Regions from separate parts of the Sus scrofa genome. Here region 1 is linked to region 2. Evidence: chromatin contacts called from public HiChIP or PLAC-seq data. All regions are on one chromosome and are shown on one strand. Each heading gives the region's core, a stretch centred on a gene start, on an enhancer-like site or on the middle of the called end of the contact. The rest is flanking DNA. Distances are from core to core; before and after follow the strand shown. Region 1 overlaps EML1 (echinoderm microtubule-associated protein-like 1). Region 2 holds the start of EML1 (echinoderm microtubule-associated protein-like 1).

Evidence for each region. HiChIP or PLAC-seq counts read pairs in DNA pulled down with a chosen protein or histone mark.
Region 1: an H3K27ac HiChIP or PLAC-seq map of skeletal muscle shows a contact between it and region 2. The contact joins the enhancer-like site here to the promoter of EML1 in region 2. A contact is called at or near these places in 3 of 5 promoter capture datasets (fetal skeletal muscle and liver), 19 of 47 Hi-C or Micro-C datasets (alveolar macrophages, embryonic fibroblasts, fetal heart ventricle and 10 more) and 1 of 2 datasets of contacts at active chromatin or transcription factors (skeletal muscle).

Annotation. Positions count from the first base shown.
Region 1 is chr7:120,833,475-120,837,218 of Sscrofa11.1, forward strand. All of the region lies in intron 3 of EML1 (echinoderm microtubule-associated protein-like 1), which reads left to right. Among named protein-coding and RNA genes, the nearest start is that of EML1, 130 kb to the left of the region's middle. Within about 2 kb of position 1,982, at least 8 of the 83 cell types and tissues checked have an H3K27ac peak or open chromatin away from gene starts, as enhancers often do. A contact at or near this core is called in skeletal muscle, where this site is marked.
Region 2 is chr7:120,701,413-120,705,326 of Sscrofa11.1, forward strand. EML1 (echinoderm microtubule-associated protein-like 1) reads left to right here and starts at 1,870. Exons shown (of 23, transcript XM_021099697.1): 1 at 1,870-2,032. The coding sequence starts at 2,005.

The DNA.
Region 1 (3,744 bases), core at 732-3,231, 130 kb after region 2:
GATTCCAAATAAGTATTTATCGAGTAGATGATTGTGTTGATTTAGCGTTACTCACTCCGACTCTCATGACAGATGACATCATCAGAGAATCTCTGATCACATGTACAAAGCTACCGGTCAGATTAGTATTTTTTCGGTGGTAGAAGTTGGGAATGTTTTTGGCACAATTTTGGAAGACCAGTTCTTGTTTCCAAGTCCCATCATGAAGGAAAGATGTCATGGTAGCTTATCACACTCAGAGCTGAAATTTAACCATAAGAAAGATGGCCCCTTTCCCTCTCTTGTCCGTGGCAGAAATTTTATTGTGTCTGAAATTTAAATCGGCAAAAGCCGTTGGATGCCGCTGTAGCGTCATGTACGGAGCCACTGTATTTTCAGAACATGAAAGGTTTGGGGTGTGGGAGCAGGGGTCGAGAACAGAAGGGAAGAGAAGCTATGGTGGGTATCAGTGCATCTCCGCACAGATGCCCGAAGCCCTGAAAAATGTGCTGTCTTGTTAGGCACTCTCTCACAAGGTAGGACTTCCACCACTTTCAAAACAAAGACCATGCTTTTTCACTTGCTGTCCAGAGGAGACAGCTTCTTCGATATTCCCCACTGGTTATGTAAGGATGCTTCTCATAGTGAATATACAGTGTTACTCCTGGCTGCCCTTGTTCCTGCAAATGTCTTGTCTTCAAGCTCTGTTTTCTGTCCTTCACCCCGAGTCCTAGTAAATCCTCTTTAGCTCATGAGAGCGCTTGGCTCTCAAAAGGAAATGTCTCGTTTGTTTTCTGTCGACAACAATAACATTTTTTTTTCAAGCTTAACATGGTAATGCCAATGTATGAATGACAAATATCTTGAAAGAGCTGTGATGGGTGATACCCAAGTCTGTACATGAAAAACCAAAATGATTTCCAATTTTAATGTGTGGTGAGTTCTGAAATGTATTGAAGCTTATTACCAAAGTGTTTTTCCGCGCTTTCCTTCCTGCACTCATGTTTATTCTGCTTTGTTTCTGTGCCTCTCGTGCGTAGATTAAACAGGTCTGTGAGTCTTCTCAGTGCGTGCAAACTGAACAGATCAACACCCAGGTGAGGGGTCCTTAGATTGCCTTTGTAACCCTCGCTGCTGCTTCTGTCTTTCCCCCTCCCTTGTAGCGCGGTAGCTTAGAGGGTTTTATCCGATGCCTGCCGCGGATCAAGTCTTGTACCATATAACTCTGTATTAATAATGATTGACCTCTGTTGGATTTTTAGATGTTCTCCATCTCTGTTCTGTGGGTCCTCAAAACCCGTGTATTTGGGGGCTTCATAAACCACAGGTTGTCTTCATTAGGCGGCTCAGAGAGAACACGCAGTCAAGTAGCCTCAAACACGTGTTCCTTTAGACCCCTGAAGTTGTTCCCTCATCTGTAGAATGGGGATAATGATACTTTGGCAGGGGATTTGAGGTTTAAATTAAATGACCCGTGTAAGAGGCAAAGCTCTTGATGTATGTGCCCTGTTGCCGCCCACGTGTCTGTCATTGACACCCCTCAACCCTTCCAACCACCCTGTCAAATGTGACTTGTTAGCACGCTGGTCAGCCTTTGCTGTCATTGATGAACAGTCATGGGTTTTCAGCTCTTTAAGGGAGTTTTGTACAAGTCTCTAAATTGCCGTGAACTCGCCCTGAACTCCCACAGGGACGCCGTGGAGGTGACGCTCGGGGCTGCCAGCTGCCGGGGCACTGTGCCCAAGAGCTTTGTGCCGGCCGCGTGGCAGAGAGAGAGAGATCCCACGACGTGAAATTAGCTTGGTGTTTTTCGTCACTGGAAGATCTTGGGCTTTAAGCCCCAAAGGCTTCTGTCATTTTCAGACTTCAGTCCCAGGGCTCAGAAGTATGTTGCTCTCCTACGATCTGTAATTTCCTTGTCCTCAAATTGAGAGTTCTAAAAATGCACACTGTGACCTGAAGGCACGCCCGTGCAGATCCCAGCTGTCGGCTCAGGGCCTCCTCAGTTACCAGAGAGACGACACTGCAAGTGTCTTCAGAGCATCTCGAGTGTGGGTCACGTAGTTATGATCACCCGCTCACAAAGCCGGGTGGCTTTTCAAAAGCCGATACGCCGAGCCGTTTTTAAAAACACGCTACGTGATTGTTTACTGACCAATTGGAAGTTGCAGATTTAAAAGGACTGAAAGTTGGCCGAAGGAAGGGACAGCCGTGGAGGAAAAGAGAAGGAAGGGAAGGCAGCGGAGCCTCTGGGCTCTCACAGACTCTAAATCCATTTTTAAAATTTTTTTCCTTTTTTTATTTTAAAACTTTTATCGAAGTATATTTGATGTACAGTGTGGTGGTAGTGTCTGCTGTATAGCAAAGTGATTCAGTTGTTTATGGACACACATCCTTTCGCAGGTAGGTTATCCCGGAACCTTGGGTAGAGTTCCCTGTGCTGGACAGCAGGTCCCTGTGTACCACTGAGCATCCATTCCATGTCTCATAGTGTGCATATGCCAGTCCCCGGCTCCCAGTCCATCCCTCCCTACCTCCGCCCGTCCCCTTTGGTGACCGTAAGTTTGCTTTCGAAGTCTGTGAGTCTGTTTGTCTGTTATTTACTTGTGAGGACGGAGAGCTTTGGGGTCCAGCCCAGGGCCAGCCTCAGTCTTGCTGTCTCACGTTCCGGTTGAAATCCCTTTCTTTTACCACCCTCCCCCGGCGCTGGGCTCACTGGAGCCCCTGAGCTGCATCAGCTGGGTCCCTCCCCTGCAGCCCCAGCAGCCTTCACTAACCAGCCCCTCTGGGTTCTGCCTCCCCCAGGCTCCCCCGCCTCCTTTTCTCTGCCCCCTCAGATTCGCATGGCAGTTCCTCAGCTCGTGTCTAACAAAATTCCTCTTTCCCTGGGCCTCTCTCCCTTCTCATCGTCTCTTCTTCCTGGCGGGGAAATTTGCTCCCCGTCTGGGGCTCAGTGATACCCAGCTGACCGTGCAGGTCCCGAGCCACCTCCCGGATTACGGCGTGCGCTATCGCCCATCCCCACTTGGCTCTGTGCACCCGGACCAGACCTCCCCCCACAGCCCGGCCCTGGAGCAGCACTGCCTCCATCCCTGTCCTTCTTTCTCTCAGAACAGGTGCTGAATTACAGCATCTCGTGCCTCTTCCTGCAACGGGGTCCATGGGACTCTCCCATTCATTATTGTTTCATTTAGTCCATCCTCTCATTGAATAAATATTTATCCTGCTCCTATCCTGGGCTCTGCAAAGACACATATCCCTCTAATAAGAAGGATAACTGAGACAGGATCGCAAGAAACATACGGCCTAATGAGGATGCTAAAGAACGCTTTATACTGTAATACACTCCCAGGCTTCAAGAGCAAACCGTCAACCTGCAAACCCTGGCCTGGCCGATGGCCCCTCCTGTCTGTGAATTACCTGTGCGTGGGGTATCTGTTTTCCTAGGACACCCTCTTCCCTACCGTGTCATTGTGACACATTCAAGCCGTTCATTTGAGCTCTGCCGGAAAGTCACGATCTGCAGGAAGCCTTTCCCAGATGTCCACAGTAGTCCCTCTGGTCACACAGAAGGAAGGAAGAGCTGGCATGGGTACCACCTCTCAGCTGGCCTCCTGCAGGGCGTGGAATGTGTCCAGTGTTACATGTGGCACCCTATGTTTGTCCCACGTGGGCCTTTAAACCAGAGTTCTTCAGTAGCAGCAGCACTAGTGCCATGGCGGGCTGGATCGTTCATGGTCTCAGCGCTGTCATGGGCACTGTAGG
Region 2 (3,914 bases), core at 620-3,119:
GTGCAGCTCTAGAAAAGGACAAAAAAAAAAAAAAAAAAAACTTAGTTAAGAGGGGCCCAGGATGAACAACAGTCCTGTTTGGACTGGGACAGAGGGTCCCCAAGACACACGAGGACTTTCAGGGCCCAAACAGGGAAAGGCCCAGGAAAACGGTGAACAGGTGGTCACTCTAGAGGGACCCCAAACCATTTAATCTAATTGCCATCTGCTGCTTGAACTCTCCACTGTGTCCTCTGTCCGTGGCTGGCCAGCCCTGCTTACATACCTCCAGGGACAGTAAGCTCATTACCATTCAGAACAGCAAGAGCCAATCAAGGGGTAGACACGGCCAGGACCAGACACTGCCCACAGTAAGGTCAGAGTTTGCAAAGTGGCATGCAGGGGTCTGACCTCCTTCGGGGGCATCAGACATGCTTCCCCGAGGAGGAGATCCGGGAGGAGGTCAGGGAATTCCTGACCAAGGGAAGAACACGGGCAGAGGCCAAGAGGCTGGAGCCATCTCCCAGGGATTGAATTCCTTCGCTGTTCTCTCTGAACAGCTGGTGGACTCTATAGCCCTTCCCCAACCCCGTCTCTGGAAGGGGCCCCTCTTGCCTTCCGCCCCAGGTCTCCGAGGTGGGAAACGCCCCACTGCCATGGAAGAGCGGCTGGATGCATTGCAGGGCCATTCCCCTTCTTGTTTTATTGAGGCTCATGGGTGCTTCAGCATGAGCATCTGCCTCCTCCCTCAGGAAGCCTCTCCTGGCTTCCCCAGCCTGGGATGCCTCCTCTTCCACAGGCACCAGCTGTCTTCTTTCCTTGGGGTCACTCCACGTCCAGCCCCTGCCAGGGACCCTGGTCACTGTCCAGTCGAGCTTTCCCACCTCTTAACTTGGCACCTGCTGGCCTCTTCCTGGAGTGACTCCACTTCCCCAGAAAAGACATTCTTATCTGTCAAAGATGTAACTCAAACACCAGCTCCTCCAGGAAGCCCTCCAGTATCTCTCTAAGGTTGATACCAGCCTTCTCTTCTCTGCACACAGAGCCAGGTAGACCTGGAGGAGCCCCTGGCTCCCAGCCCTGGGACCTCAGCTCGGAGCCTCTACTTCAAATTGTCCAGGTCTCTGGTCCAGGCCTTTGTGGGGACCCAGGAAAGGGACCAAGTTAGCTCTTAGGCAAGCAGGCAGGGAGTGCTTACTAAGGGCTTACAGAGGTGTGTTCTCTCGATCCATGTTTCCTGAGCACCCACTCTGTGTCAGAGTCACATGGCCCCCCCATGGCTCCATCTCCATCCCCGCCCCTCAACCCAAAGCCACCACGGTACAGGCAGAGTGCTTGGAACCCAAGAGGCACTCCTAAATATGGACTCTCATCTGCCCATCAATCAAAGGCAAGGGGCGCAGCTTCCGGTCGCCTTGGAGACAGATAGCCTGGCTCCGGATCCCAGCTCCCGTCATGCGTCTAACTGGTCAAGTGGCCTTGGGTGGGTCACTTAACCCCCTCTGTGACATGGAGATGATAGGGGTGGCTGCCCTGGAGAGCTGAGCATGATGACAAGTGTGGCAGCTCTGGGCACAGCTCTGGCACCCAGCACATGCCCCTTGGGTGACATCCCTGTCACTCTCCTCTGACGCCCATAACTGCCCCTCACTGGGTAGAAGAGCTTGCAGGCATTCGGGGCCCTCCGCTGGGGCGGGGGTCTCGCATACTGACCAGGGCTGCAGCCGTTTCTCAGGCTGCATTCTCAGGCTGCCGGGAGAGGCCGGGGCAGGGGAGGGCAGTGCCCAGATTTATCCACCAATCCCGCCGGCTCCCAGCCCTGGAGCGCCTTCTTATCTGCCCGGCCCAGCGTCGGGGAAGGGGCGGGGGGGGGGTGTTGGCTGGGGCTGCCGGGGCGGGACGCCGCCTGGGGACTGGACGCAGAGCAGGGCCAGCCGCTGCAAGCCCCACCAGGTGGGTGACAGCCGCTGAGGGCTCTGAGCGTCCCTGCAGGCTGTGGCCAGCTGCCCGCCCATCTCCTGCACCATGTCGGACGGCGAGGGCCCCTCGGCCGGTGAGTGGCAGCGCTATATTTACCCACCGTAGCTCTGGTTGCAGAGCCAAGGCCTCTGGTCATCGAGGGCACAGGGCCCCCACAGGCTGCAGGCAGCTGTGGGGCTGGTGCCCCTTCCTACGGGCCTGATGTTTGGGGGAGGGGGCTGGGCTCCTGGAGAGTGGGGCGCGTGACTTTCAAAGCTCACTTGCATCTCCCCCCCCTCCCCCCCGCCCAGCTTCCCCATGGGGCTAGATCCGGAAGCTGAGCTGGTCACAAACCCCTCCTGGCTGTCAGCGGGGCGTCCAGAGCTGACCCGAAGTGCAGCAGGGGCCTGGGCTGCAGCTGGACCCCGGGGGGTGGGGGGTGGGGCGGCTCAGGGTGCCAGCCCCCGGAACTGCTTGGAGAAGAGTGTGCATGAACATTTACCTGGCAGTTGGGGAGCGGGAGCTCCCATCGGGCCCCCCAGAGGCCTAAGATTCCCCCCAGGGAAGTTCTGAGTTTCGGGTCTGAGAGCACAAGGCAGGCTGTCCATGGGCCCCCAAATGCTCTAGGTTGGAAATGGCCCAGGACGCAGGCAGGAGGGGGAGTGCTCAGAGGTTGGGCTCTGCCGGCACACCCTCTACCGGCACACCCTCTGCCCTGCCTGGGCAAGGGGCTGCGACAGGGACTGGTTGCCCGTGTCCCTGGCTGGTGGTCTCCAGCTCAGTCCAGTTGAAAACAAGCTCCGATGTGGAATCACCCCGAAACTGCCTGGGGGGCGGGGCTGGAAACAGCCTGATCCAGGGGCTCCACGGGGGACTCTGGAGTCAAGAACCCAGGTTCAAATCCCAATTCTTTCACTTCCAAGTTGGGTGACCTTGGAAGCAAGTGGCTTAACGGCGCTGAGCCTCGGCGTCCCCAGGTGAAAAGGAGATATTGATAACAGCACCTAATGCGCAGGTGGCCAAGATGGACTGTGATGACGCCTGACAGTGTCTGCAGGTGTGGGGTGAGGGCGCAGTGGTATTTCCATGGACACCACAAGGGAGGGGCCCCGGGCAGGAGCACAGAAGCACTGGGGGCCTGTGCATCCCGGTACAGCCCCCTCCGACCGGGCCTCGTCGCCAAAGCTGCCGCATGTCTGTGGCCCGCGGACGCCTTCTCTGTTACACAGCGCCGTGGAGAATCTTGGGCATGCCTGGCTGTCCTGGCGCCTCGGGGTGGGTTCTGGGCGACAGCGGTGTGGCCCCACCCTGCGTGGTGTCTGATGGACAGTTCCAGCGCCTGGGCCTGGCCGAGTCAGATATGGAACAGTGTGTGTGTGAGTGTGTGCGTTGGGGAGGGGGCCACTGACAAACTGGCCTGACCTCACCCTCTTCTGCTGGGTGCCAGTGGCGCTGGCTGCCAGAATTGTCCACTGTGGCTGCGAAGGAGCCAGCTTGGGGGGGCGGCGCAGACAGGCCCTTTCTGGCTGGCTCTGCCCACACCTGACACGGACCCGGAATAGCTCTCTCCCTCCACCGGGGACATGGCCCTGCTTTTAGCAGCTTGTAAAACCACCCGTGTGGGGAAGGGTATTTCAGGAAGGCCAGGGCAATATTTAGCCTGTCGGGGTGATGGAATGGGCACAGTGTGTGCGTGGCGGGGGGGCTTGGAGCCTGGGTGCAGACGGAGCCTTCCCTGTCGGGTTTAGGAGAAGGTCAGCTGGGTTGGAGGCTGGCGGGCAGTCGCCTGGTCCTGCCCACTCTGGCTGGGTGGGCACCTCCAGGGGAGCTTGGCCTTGGCTTCCCGCCTACCAAATACCAGGTGACGCTCTTTGGTCGCTGATGGGCTGGGCTTGCGCTCACACCTGGTTGGCAGCGGTAAAGACAGCACCTGGTCCAGGGGCGTGCGTTGTGTTTATGGGAGGGGGTCTCCTAAC